Regions from separate parts of the Ovis aries genome. Here region 2 is linked to region 1. The links are chromatin contacts, called in public Hi-C maps. All regions are on one chromosome and are shown on one strand. Each heading gives the region's core, a stretch centred on a gene start, on an enhancer-like site or on the middle of the called end of the contact. The rest is flanking DNA. Distances are from core to core; before and after follow the strand shown.

The links. A called contact is a pair of places that touch in the nucleus more often than the background predicts.
Region 2: a contact with region 1 is called in a Hi-C map of hypothalamus, with 3 times the contacts expected there. The contact joins the promoter of MEGF10 here to the enhancer-like site in region 1. A contact is called at or near these places in 4 of 16 Hi-C or Micro-C datasets (blood, hypothalamus, omental adipose tissue and 1 more).

Annotation. Positions count from the first base shown.
Region 1 is chr5:24,312,111-24,318,970 of ARS-UI_Ramb_v3.0, reverse strand. The region is part of intron 14 of MEGF10 (multiple EGF like domains 10); the gene reads left to right. Among named protein-coding and RNA genes, the nearest start is that of PRRC1, 110 kb to the right of the region's middle. Within about 2 kb of position 5,445, at least 6 of the 54 cell types and tissues checked have an H3K27ac peak or open chromatin away from gene starts, as enhancers often do. A contact at or near this core is called in hypothalamus, where this site is marked.
Region 2 is chr5:24,463,042-24,470,052 of ARS-UI_Ramb_v3.0, reverse strand. MEGF10 (multiple EGF like domains 10) reads left to right here and starts at 3,086. Exons shown (of 26, transcript XM_042250276.2): 1 at 3,086-3,814.

The DNA of each region.
Region 1 (6,860 bases), core at 4,196-6,695:
TATCAATTTTAGAAAATGTTCATTGTCCCTCCCAAAACCCCGTTAGTACCTATTAGCAGCCATTCTTCATTTACTCCCAATCCGCGGCCCCGCCCCCTTTGCCCTACCCTAGGCAACCACTTTCTGTTTCTGTAAACTTGCCTATATGTGGTGTTTTGTATCTGGGTTCCTTCTGTTAGTGTATGTTTTTAAGGTTCTTCCATATTGGAGTGTATATCAGTACTTCATTCCTTTTGACTGCCAAATAATATTCCATTGCTTGGATAGACCGCATTTTATTTACCCATTCGTCCATTGATAAATATTGGAATTGTTTCCACCTTAATTGGATATTATGAAAAATGCTGTTATTCATGTACAATTTTTGTGTGGATGTATATATTTTTGGTCTATACTTAGGAGTGAAATTGCTGGGTTGTATGGTAACTCTAAGCTTAACCTTTTCAAGAACTACTACACTTGTTTTCCAAAGCATCTGCACCATTTTGCATTCCTACCAGCAATGTATGCGATTTCCACTTCCCACCACACTTGTTATTTATCCATCATTTTTGATTACAGCCATCCTGGTGGGTGTGAAATCTTATGTCATTGTGTTCTTGATTTCCATTCCCTCAATAAGTAATGATGTTGAGCGTCTTTTCATGTGTTCATAGGCCGTCTGTGTATCTTGTTTGTAGAAATGTCTTCAGATACTTTGCTCGTTTTTTAACTTGGATCCGTCGTATTATTATTGAGTTGTAATGTTTCTTTGTCCCCTAGCTCTATGACCTTTTCATATATGTGAGTTACAAATATTTTTCCTCTGTGAGTTATTTGTAACTTTCTTGATGATGTCTTTTGCCACCAAAAAGGTTTTATATTTATAAAGTTCAGTTTATCTACTTTTTCTTTTGTTGCTTGTACTTTTGGTGTCTAAGAAATCATTGCCTAGTCCTAGATAAAGGAGATTTATGCCTCTGTATTCTTCTTAGAGTTTTATAATTTTAGCTTTTACATTTAAGTCTTTGATACATTTTGAGTTTGTTTTGGCATATGGTGTGCATAAGGGTCCAAATTCATCCATTGTTTATGTCAAAATCCTGCTGTCCCAGCACCATTTGATGAGAAGAGCCTTCTTCCCCCTACTGTATTGTCTTGATAACCTTGTCAGAAATCAGTTGACCATAAATGTGACTTATTTATTTCTGGGTTGTCAGTTTTATTCCATTGACAAATATGTCTATCCTTATGTAAGTAACATACTGTTTTGATTGCTGTAACTTTGTAGAAAATTTTAAAATTGGAAAGTGTGAGTCTTTCAACTTTGGTCTTTTTCAAGATTGTTTGGCTAGCCTGGGTTGCTTGAATTTCCCTTTGTGTTTCTGGATCAGCATGTTAATTCCTGCAAAGAAACAGGGTGGAAATTTAAAGAGAATTGAGTCTATATATCCATGACAGGAATAGTGCCAACTTAACAATATTAAGTCTTCAGATCTTTGAAAATAAGGATGCCATCAGTAACCTCTGGAGTGGTGTCTCTCAGCTCTTTGCAATTTGTTGAGAGCTTCTTAGGCTTCTGACAAACTGAAACAAACTTCTTGTGTTTGATTTCTAGTTTCTGAGAGCTACCTTCGGAACAAGTCAAGGCTTGTGTAATAGACTTTATTTTCTGTCACTAGGAGCTACCCACTGAAACACAGACTCCACAGTCCTCCAGTTCCTCCTTGACTTGCAAAGACTGAGATAACTCTGACTCTACAGTATGAAATTCCACTTTCCCATGTTTCTACTTGGTTCTCAGTTACTACATGTTAAAACTATTAATACATAGGAATTAAACCAGATTTTGTGACTTTGCAAGGGTTCCTGAAGTTCTCAAATGGAGTGACCACTACTAAGTTCTCAATGACCACAGTGAAGCAAATAGCGTTTTTAACCCCCTGGCGTATTCAGGGCTTTTCTAATAGAGAAGCCACATCATTTGTTTTGGGCCATACTCCACCAAGGCTACTTTTGTCTTATGAATGTAGAGGAAGTGTGACATGTTCCTGGACCCACCAGTCATTGATCAAGTATACACCTGCTTTGACGGTTTAGAACCAGCTTGTGAAAAGCATGCTGTTGTATACATGAGAAAAGCAGGAGATATGATTTGGCCTGAAGCCAGCCAGAAAATGTGTCAGTTGCATTCCATAGTCTGGGTCATGGGGTAAGACAAATGATCCCATCTGGCCTTAGACCTGTGGAGCTCCTGCAGGAATGCAGGGGCTTTGTCACACGGCATAATCTTGTAATCCTCTGTCCATCTGTGACTGGTCTGCTTCTCCAAAGGGAGGAAGTTTTGCTGCTTCATTGTTCTATCACTTGTTGCTCACCATCTCTTTGCTTCCTGGCTCCAGGGTCTTACTTCTCTGGGTCTTCTGTGTGGACTCTTGGTCTGTTAAGAATCTAAGGCTGCCGGGAGACATTGTTTAGAGAGGTCATCCCCCACACTCACAGAACATACTTGTATAAGCAAATGTGTATACAGGAAAAGAAAATTGCTGAAGTTTTGAAAAACACCCTACAATTGGGTCAAGGATTGCCTTGTTTTTCTAAAAGAAAAGTAGACTCTGTATTATTTCATTGTCAACATTGGGTAGACGTATCATTTTTCATCACAAACTTATTTTGAATGAGTACTTCATATGGACATTTTGAAATAAAAAAAACTTTGCTTTTCATTTAGATATCAGGTTTGGGGCAAAATAAATAACCTCAATTCAGGAAAGCAAGTGATTCTCTTTCCTTTCTCTTTGCTGTGGAATTTGCTCTCGGTGATATGTAGAGAATTGCTAAAGAGAGTAGCAAATATGGGGGATAAAAGCAAGGGCTTTGAGAAAGAATCAGTGAAATCTAACTTGGAAACCTGGACTCTTCCCTTGACCAAATTATCGAGATTTGATCTGTAGAGACACCAACAGTGCTCGGCTGCTGAGGACACTGAGGAGAGATGGATCTGGCCTAGGAGTGTGGAGATTGAAAAAACAAAGGGTCAGAAGAGCTTTATCCCTCCTTACAAAGAAATGGATATACCAACACTGAGGGAGTCAGGCTCTAACGTGCTATAGAGAGGAAGTCAGCTTGCTGTCTCACCAAGGTGCTCATTCACCACCTTTGTAACTTCATTCTCTTTTCTAATGTTTGACGGTCTTTTTTTTCTCTTAAAGGAAATGAGACTCTTATTTATTTATACTATAATTGATTGTCCCATTTTACCTAGTCATAAAATAAGTCTTCAAAATGTACTGCCATAAATACTAACCAAAAGTTGCGTCTGACATCCTAGATACTATTTCCAAAAGAAATGTACCATTTTTTAAAAGAAGAGACATACACTTTTATTATATGCTGTTAATTAAAACCTTAATTTATTGATGTGTTTAGCCAATAGGTTACTTTATCAAACAGAGGCAGATTGCAGTAAAAAAAAAAAAAAAAAAAAAGAGAGAGAAAGAGAAGAATGAAACATCCTTGTGTCCTGGGCTTCGTCTCCCACACCTCTGTTACACACGCACACACACACACACACACACACACACACACACATAAATGAGATGACTTTTCAAAATCATTATCCTGAAATTCCAGAAATATAATTAGGTCTATGTGTACGTGTATGTGTGTTTCCAGAGTAGTGGAGTGATATGCTTTGTAAACTACTTCCCCAAAACACTAGAAACATGCCACTGTTCTTCTCTCCTTCCTTTCCTCTCTGACTTCAGTCAGCTAGATCACCTCTTTGCTGAGTGTTACAGCTAATCAAGGTCTCTTTCCAGCTGTCTGGGAGGATAAGTAGCCTCCAGCCTGGTTCCCAACCCTGGCTAAGATCACTGTCAACTGGGAGCTCCTCTAACTTGTATATTCTTGGCCCCACTTCAGACCTACTGAATGACAGTCTGGAGGGTGGGTGAGAAGGATGGAGCCACTGCCAGCCCATAAAGTACCTTTTGTATAAATTTAGAAAAGGTTTGAAATGCCTCAGAGTGTGCTTCTTGGTCGTAGAAAGCAACAAGCTAGATTTATGCTCTGACTTAGCCCTTTAGCCAAAGGCCTTTGTGCAGTGTGCAACCTGCAGAGCCTTACTTGGTGGCTTTGTCTGTTACTTGAAAAGGAACCCCAGTAATTGTAGTAGCCATTACCCATCTGTGAGCTGGCCTCTGCTCTACCTTGCTATTCTAATGATTGAAGAAGTTGAAGTCCAGGGGAACATTTCTGCTACAGAAAGCCTCATAGCCAGTGGCAGAAGACTAGAAGAAGCATAGAGATATCTTTCTAAGTGGCTCTACCCACACCAACTCTGACCAGCTGAGTAAGGGAGCTGCAACTCCAGGTACTGATCTGTGACGCCTGAATTGTCATAGTAAGCAAATGAATGACTCATTAGTTGACCCTTCAAAGTATTGGGGGTGGACAGGGGAGTGGGAAAATGTAGCATATGCTTTGTTACGTGTCTGTGGGCTTGGGAGAGGCAGTAACTTAAAAGCAAAACTTGGGGTCCCTAAAGTGAGGGTGAAGGGAGGCACTCACCTTCCTAAAAGAGAGGCTGCAGAAAAAGCCAAGCTTCTAGCTTCACCAGTCTGCCCGGCATCCTGTCCTGTTTGCTTTTATCTGGGTCCAGACTAAGGCAGACCATGATTTCTGGTGTTTGCTGTTGCCACTGCAAATGCAAACATCTCCGATTTACATTACTTACTTATGAAGATAGTTTTCAACCTGGTGACCAACAGCAGATCCTTTTTAATGGACCTTTAACATTTACATGAATAGTATACAAAGAGAAAACTTTGATTTAACGACCGTTTGCGGAGTGTCTCCACCTTGTATGCAACTGCGGTGTTTGGTGCTGGGAGCAGGAAGATGAGGTGGTACCGGCTCCTGGTGGCAGGAAGGTGCTTATAGCTCCCAGGGAAGGCACTGGGCGGGCAGAGGTCGATACGCCGGGGAGTTGCTTGTCTGTACCACTGTATGCCTTGGGTGTCCAGAGGATTAGAAAAGCAGAGACAGCGTTATGACCAAGTATTCAGTTGCTGAGTGTCTTCGATTCCTCTCTCCTATAATCACCAAACCCAGTGATTATTAACAAATCACACTCTTCACTGTAATAGATAGTTAGTAGTTGGTTGCTTGGGAACAGGATATCGAATTGAAATCATTTCCTTCATTCACTGATGCCCAAATATTGCAATAGTGGCATAAGGAATATAAACAATTAAGCAAGACCAGGAGTTTGGGTTAGATCTCTGAGAGGGGGAAATAATAACACCCCAAATGATTTATTTACTGCGTTCACATAATCACAAATGCCTAGTGAATGCTGATTTCACGTGAAGGCCGCAGGCATAATGCATCATGCATTAAATGCATGAGCATTTCTTTAGAGCTGCTTAGCTGAAGTTTATCACGATCACTCAGCCATTGCCTAGCAACTCTTGAGGGCTATCAAAGAGCTCTTTGTCCTTGGTCCTGGCAAAAGCAGTCCCTCACAGATCTCCTTATCAGTGTTAGAACATTTATCAGGAAAAAATACTTGCATTGAACCAGAGAATCCTACAAATTTAAAGATATACCCTTTCTGTTTTGTCCCTTCTTCCAAATAGTGTAGGAAATTGTTTCCCGGAGTAACTCATATTAAAGCCTCTATCTGTACTTTGATAAACATTCCAAAGGAATTTCCTCAAGATATCCTTTAGATCTCCGGTTGCTTTATAATCTGGACTAACATTTAAAATCACAGACCTGAGCTAATGAAAGTCTGTCTTGCCCCAGATAAGGAAGGCAGACATTTCCACTCCCTTAGCTAGCAAGGGTCCTCAGTTTAGATATACAGAATATTAACATGTTGGGCTTCCTGGTTGGAATGTCCTTCTCATATCTTCTTCAGAGAAACAAAGAATGGTATGGTTGCTCCATCCAATTAGAAAATGGTCCTGAATATTATGTTGGAAAGAGGAGCTGTGCTTATTGACTCATTCAAAAGACATTTAGCATCCTTCATGTACTGGGCACTGCAGTGACAATAGTAGGCACCAACTCTCATGGGGCTGTGAGAATTCTTATATTACCCTGGATGGAGTATGGACTGGAGAGTGGTCTTTCCTCTGCATTCTCTTCCGTACTTCTCTGGAATTCATCTCCCTCAGGTGCCATTGATTTAGTTCAAGACCTTGCCATTTTTTTCACTGTTAACTCAGGAGGAATCTCATACTCCGTAGAATGGCATCCTTGACTCTTCCTTTTGTGACCACTGCTTGGCTGCCTCACTGTCTTTCTTGCTTTTCCCAGCACCAATTTCAGCTGTCGCCAACACTTGACTTCTGAAGGATAGACACATCTTCTTAGGGCCTGAGCCTTGCACCACCATGCTATTAGCCTGGGACCCTCCTCCACCTTCACAAGCTACTTCCTTCCCTGATCATGATCTCCAGACAGGATTGGATATGTCTCTCCTAGGGCCATTCTCACTCTAGAGTTGGAGGTCTTTCTTAGAGAACCTGTCATTAGCAAGCCAGCAGTGTCTAGACCCCTTCAATCTTTATTGAGCTGAATTCTCTTTTCTGTCTTTGAAACAAGGAAACAAAAAGGTGTCTTATAGGACTCCAGCAAGGTTGGCAAAGAGTAAGATGAAATCAGTGGAAATAAGTAAGGCATAAAACAGACACTCACACACAACACCCAGCCGCCTACCTTACCCCACAAAATAGTTAAAGCAAACTTACAATTCCCTATCCTGGAGAAAGTTTCACTTTAGGGTTAGCCTAATATGGAGGGCACATCATTGTCCATACACTAACTGTGACCTAGAAAAGCACTTATCCCAGGGCTACTTCCTGAATTTC
Region 2 (7,011 bases), core at 1,837-4,336, 150 kb before region 1:
GAAATGCAAGCACATGAAAAGGTGGCAAACATCTTTGTTCACCATCATTAGTCATTTTTCGTTCTTATTTAGTCTCTAAGTCATGTCCTAGACTCTTTGCAATCCCACGGAATATAGCCTGCCAGGCTCCTCTGTCCATGAGATTTCCCAGGCTAGATTACTAGAGTGTGTTGCCATTTCCTACCCCCAGGAGATCTTTCTGACCCAGGGTTCAAACCTCCTGTCTCTTGCATCTTCTGCCTTGGCAGATTCTTTACCACTCTGCCACCTGGGAAGATCATTAGTTATTAGTTCAGTTCAGTTCAGTTGCTCAGTCATGTCTGACTCTTTGCGACCCCATGAATCGCAGCACGCCAGGCCTCCCTGTCCGTCACCAACTCCCGGAGTTCACTCAGACTCACGTCCATCAAGTCCGTGATGCCATCCAACCATCTCAGCCTCTGTCGTCCCCTTCTCCTCCTGCCCCCAATCCCTCCCAGCATCAGAGTCTTTTCCAGTGAGTCAACTCTTCTCATGAGGTGGCCAAAGTACTGGAGTTTCAGCTTTAGCATCATTCCTTCCAAAGAAATCCCAGGGTTGATCTCCTTCAGAATGGACTGGTTGGATCTCCTTGCAGTCCAAGGGACTCTCAAGAGTCTTCTCCAACACCACAGCTCAAAAGCATCAATTCTTCGGCACTCAGCTTTCTTCAAAGTCCAACTTCTCACATCCATACATGAACACTGGAAAAACCATAGCCTTGACTAGACGGACCTTAGTCGGCAAAGTGATGTCTCTGCTTTTGAATATGCTCTCTAGGTTGGTCATAACTTTTCTTCCAAGGAGTAAGCGTCTTTTAATTTCATGGCTGCAGTCACCATCTGCAGTGATTTTGGAGCCCCAAAAAATAAAGTCTGATGCTGTTTCCACTGTTTCCCCATCTATTTCCCATGAAGTGATGGGACCAGATGCCATGATCTTTGTTTTCTGAATGTTAAGCTTTAAGCTAACTTTTTACTCTCCTCTTTCACTTTCATCAAGAGGCTTTTTAGTTCCTCTTCAATTTCTGCCATAAGGGTGGTATCATCCGCATATCTGAGGTTATTGATATTTCTCCTGGCCACCTTGATTACAGCTTGTGTTTCTTCCAGTCCAGCATTTCTCATGATGTACTCTGCATAGAAGTTAAATAAGCAGGGTGACAACATACAGCCTTGACATACTCCTTTCCTATTTGGAACCAGTCTGTTGTTCCATGTCCAGTTCTAACTGTTGCTTCCTGACCTGCATACAGATTTCTCAAGAGGCAGGTCAGGTAGTTTGGTATTAGCAGCTCTCTCAGAATTTTCCACAGTTTATTAGGGAAATGCAAATTAAAGCCATAATGAGATACTGCTATATACTCAATGGAATGGCTAAAATAAAAAGACAGACAATACCAAGTGTTGATGATAATGTGGAGCGACTGTCATATATTGCTATTGGGAATATAAAGTGATGCATTAACTTTGGAAAACAGTTAATCTCTATTATATATGTAAACACACACTGTATAATCCAGTAATTCCACTCCTGTGAAATAAGAGCAATAACAACGTATGTCCAAAAAACTTTTACACGAAAGTTCCTCGCTGCTTTATTTATTATAAATCTAAATTGAAAACATTTGGTGGATGGGCAAATGGCAGTATATCCACACAATGGAATAATACTCACCAATAAACAGAAAGCAACCTACTTTTACAAACTATTTTGACGAATTTCAGAAACATTATGCTGAGTGAAGAAGTCAGACATAAAGGAATGCATCTTATATGATTCCATTGTAGAAGGAGCTTCTACAATGGAAGGAAAGACAAATCTAAGGCTACAGACAGCAGTCGCGTGGGTCAGGGATAAAATGAGGTGGGTAACTGAATTCAAAAGAGGTAAAAGAGAACTTTCTGGGAATGATTGTTCATTATCTTGATTGTAGTAGTGGTTCCATGGGTGTGTACATTATTCAAAACTTTTCAAACTCTATCTTTGATATGACAGTAACATTGAATGTAAATCATATGTCAATAAAGTTAATTAAAAAATCAAAGGAAGTGAAGTAACCAGGTTTCATAAAGTATAAAACAGGGAGCTTTGGGGTATAAATGACATGACCTAAAGGTCAGTCTCCAGAACACTGTCATATGGATCAATCAGCACTAGATTTATTCCACCTGTGCCGCTCTGGTCAGCGTTAGTATTCCTGGAAGAGAAGGTCTAAGGGGACTAGCTTAGCAGGTGCCCATTCTTGGACTCAGAAAAGCCGGACCATCCTGAATGACCTTCCCATCCAGAATGCCCTAAATGTGGCAGGGGTGGTCCTTCAAGAAAAAGGAAGGAAGGTACTGTTAACCAGAAGAAAGGGTGATGTTATCTGGTAAACAAACAATCAGAAACAGTCTTCCGCTGTTTATTTCCAGGGGTGACCAAGGAGAATAGTGAGGGGCTTCAAATATACATGCTCATTCATTCCATTCAAGTATAACTTTGAGCATGGACTGTTTGCCCTGTACTGTTACTGACTGAGGTCACATATGCATTTGAGGTCTCTCTAAAAAGAAAGAGTTTATATTAATGTAAGGAACAGGAGTGGCTCATCTGGTGTGAAAATGGAGCACAAGTCTTTTGGGGAGTGGGGAGGATAGAATTCAGCTTAATATTGAAAAAAAAAAAAAAAACTAACAACTTTCCATGGATAAGAAGTGTGTATCTTCTCAGGTCGTTCTCATGTAGGTTAATTGTTTCCTAAGAAAGAAGATGGTGATCAGAGAAGGAGATTCCAAAATTTATGTCTCCCCAAATACGCAGATAGGGAAAAGCCTTTTCATCCTTATCGCTTTCCGTCTTTGGGTCTCCTGGGGTCTCCCTGGAGAGTCGGCAGAGGGAGCCATTCCCCAAGAAATCTCCGCCCGGGAAGTCTTAGTTGGCCTGGAGGGATTTTGCTGCTGGCCCGTGGAGTTGTCTCTCCGCTCCGCCTCCGTAGGACTCCCTCACCCCACGCCCCACCTCTCCAACCACTTTGTTGCTGCAGCGCACACTTTTGTACTGCGAGGTCACTCCTCCCTTCTCTGTCCCGCGGTTGCGCTCGCTCCCTGGCACCGCTGGGGACGTGCCATCCACTCCTGCTGGTTGCTCGGGTGCTGTCCCCACTCCCCCCAGTCTTCACAGGGGCTCCAGAACACCTATGGGGACTTTGACACTGGGGCCCTGAGAGTGAATTGAGACTCAGACGGGCACTCTCTCCGCTACTCCTTGGTAAATCCCACGAGGTAACCCCAAGGTGTGCCAGTTTAGTAGCCAGACTATTGGCGGAGTCTCTCCGGGCGGTGGAAGCCGCTCAGGACAGGGACAGCCCGTGATCGGGGCACAGGAACTGGGCCGGGAGGATCCTGCAGGTCACACTAGGGACTGCCCGCCGCGCCCAGCGACCCCCGCCCCCGCGCCCGCCCCCCAGTCGTCTCTGTCCCGGCGGCAGCAGCTGCAGCAGCGGCAACTGCTCGCATCCAGCGCCGGGCTCGGGTTACTCCCCTCCTCCTTCAGCATCTCGGGCCAGACGGAGAAAACCCGACTCAAGTTTGCAGCGAGTACTTTCTCGGTGCGCGAAACCGGGGGTCCGGAAACTCACGGAGACCCGTCTTCTTTCCCGAGCCTCTAAGCCTGAACCAAGGCTCCGAAGTATCGCTCTTTTGGGGACTCTGCTCGGAACCGAACTGCGCCTTTTGGAACAGATTCTGTTTCTCCACTGGCGCTGCGTGAAAACCCGGGGGAAAGTGTTGCGCTGTGAATCTCAGGATCTCGGGTAAGAGTTGGGCAAACTCCCTTCTGGCAGCCTCTGGACCTTGGCCGGAATGGGGGGCAGACTTTCCTTAGCCAGGATACCCCGGGTGCCCCGTGAGGTGGGGCGAGATGGGCTCGGTCTGGCTTGTTTACTGGTTTCAAGGGTTTATTGTTAGTGTTTGGATTTGGTCTTGTACTGGGAGCTGGGTAGAACTTCTTGGAGTATTTTTCGTGAGATGCCCCATCTTGCTCTGCATAATTTCTGCCCTTGTGTTTCCTTGTTTGTGTTGATTCTCTGTTGACCAGTGTCGTAGATGTGTGTAGGCAGATTTGGGGAGACTGGGAATGAAACAGTTTTGGCGGGGTCCTTGCTGTCTGGTCCACTTTGCTTCTCCTCTGGGATCTTGTTTTCTAAACTTCTCTTTCTCCAGGACTTGTTATTCAGATTGTGCGGTCAGACTGGGATGTTCCCTCCTCCTGTGTTCTCACGGTCTCTTAGGGGGCATCAGGATCACAGGCTGGGTGACTGGAGGCGTCTGTTACCTGTTTGAATACCTGGTACCTCAGGGGATGTTGGGAAGGGCGGTTCTTCCAGCCCTGTGTGAAAGTATTAGTCGCTCAGTCGTGTCCGACTCTTTTGCCACTCCATGGACGGTAGCCCGCCAGGCTCCTCTGTCTATGGGGTTCTGCAGACAAGAATACCGGAGTGGGATGCCATTTCCTCCTCCAGTATAGTTACCATGGAAAGATCTGTCTCCTGTTGGTCTTTTTAATTCCTTGGATCTAGGACTTTTAGTCCTGGTTTACGAAAGTATTTTGTCTTTCTTTCTGGAAATGAGTGATACCACTGCGTAAATGAAATGTAGTGACATCTTTGATACTTCTTTAGAAAATATCCCCACAGGAGAATCCAAATTCTTCAGGGAGAGTTAAAGTTCGAGATTTTATTATTCCTAAACTGGGCTTTCCTGGCCTTTCTCCTTTATATTCTGAGCCTCACGTTGTGTATGGTCTTCACTGTATGTGATGTTTCACTTCTTATGGATGAAAAGACTAGGACCAGATCATTTTTCTGAAGAGGTCAGCTTGCAGGGTACTTTTTGCTGTTCTACTCTGAGGTCATAGTGTTCAACAGAGGGGATGCTCTGGGACCAGGGGACCTGGGGGAAACTGCTAACTCTGCCACTATCCGGTTGTATGATTTGGGGTATTACTTAATCTTTCTCTCCTCAGCTGCAAAGTCAGAAAAATAACAATGCTATACCAGAGGGTAGTTCAAAGGATTAAATAAGTTAACATGTGTGTGGAATGCTAACATGCCTGGCTATAGTAAGCACATATTAGCTGTTATTAGCATCATCATCATTATTATTCTAACAGCGTTAACTCGTATTGTGATGATATAGTTTTTGTTAGTTATCAGTGTTAGCCATTCTTTCTGTTTGGATGAGCTTTGAAAACTGTGCTCAGGTAGGCTTCATTCCCACCTAGAATGTGATGCATTGTCAAACTTTGCTCCGACATGGTCTTTGTATTGCTTCCTGCTGGGGCTTGTTTAGAGGAAAGGTGCAAATTGCAGGGCTGGGATTGGTAGAGGACGGGTCATGGTCAAGTGTCAAAAGGTGCTTGGGACAGGTTAGCAGGTGGGAAGTCTACACTCAGTTTACAACCTGTAAACTATAGTGCCTTAGAAACTTGTTGCATTACTATGTCTCCTTAAACCTGTTTTTTTAAGAGTTCAAATCACTTGTTCAAGAAATATTTATCAAGCATCTATTACAGTCCAAGCACTGTTCTAGGTTCTATATTATTTAAATTTGTGTGCTTCATTTTAGAAATGGAAATGCAGAAGTATTTGCTTTATGCCTACCCCCTCCCCCCCCACAGGTTTAGAACTTCATGTGGCATTATTGCTCTATAAATTAAGTCCCCAACACTTTTTAGCTCTGATGATTTCAATACCTGTTAAAATGAAGAGCCTGATCGCTGCGGGATTGAACAAAATATGCAGTATAATCTCTAGCAGGGCGCTTTTCCCATCAGCTTCATCATGTGTGGGGAGGTAGGGAAAGAACTGTGTCATCTCTGGTGTTCCTTTGGCTCTAACATCCTTAAATTAGCTGCCTTAGTTCATTGGTTGATTCATTGGTTCATTGATGGTTGTTTTTTGAATATCCTTTTTTTTTTTTTAACATTTGCTTTAGTTTCATAAGTTGTGTCACTTCATTCCATGTCAGTCAAAGTGAATAATGACACTGCTAATAAAAAAAGAAAAGCATTTGACTCTGCTTGTATTTCATCAGCTATTCTCAGATGTATATCAAAAACATAGAGGAGGACTTGTTAAAAGTATGAGGTGGATCTGTGAGAAACTGCTAAAATTTGACTATTTTTCACCCCGGTAAAATTGTGATTTCATGTATTTCTACCGAATATAAATCCTTGCTCCCTCCACTTGGATTCAGGTGCACGAAGTCCTGGGTGAGATGTGAAAAGTCTGCAGTTTTACAAGCTCCCCAGATGGTTCTAATGCTAACCCAAGTTTGCACGTGCTCATTTAGCAAACACGGATTTACTTTCCTCATGATTGTTTAATAGCGTATTTGTAAAATACACATCTGATTGTGTCATTCCCATATTTAATAATCTTTGGCAGCTCCTCAGATGGTGTCGTCAGTGTCACCTGGGTACTTATTGAAAAATGCAGATTCTAGAGCTTCACCCCACACATAAGGGCCAGAAATCTGCATTTGAGCAGATCCCCAAATGAATCTGGTAGAGGTGACCTCACATCACATTTGGAGAAATACTGACTTATGGCATAAAGCCTAACCTCTTAATACCATACATAAGACCAACTTTGCATCATCTTCTTAGGGTTACTTCTCTGCTACCCTGTTCTTCAGCCTTTCAGCCCCATTGATGATCTTGTTACTATTTCTTAAAGAATGCATTGCCTCATTCACTCCTCGCTGACATGGCTGTGTATGCTTTCCCCTCTGCAGAAAATGTCTTTGCTCCTCTTTTTGGTCTAACTAGCTTCTTACTACCTACTCATCCTTCAAGAAGCAGTTTAATTAAGATGTTTCCTGTGAAGCTTTTCCTAGTTATTTTACATAAACAGTGGTATCTCATGTGATTCATATTCTGCTTTGTGGATAATTTTAATATAGCATCTCTCCTGCTGTGTCAACTCTGTTACCTGAATTATTTTCCAAC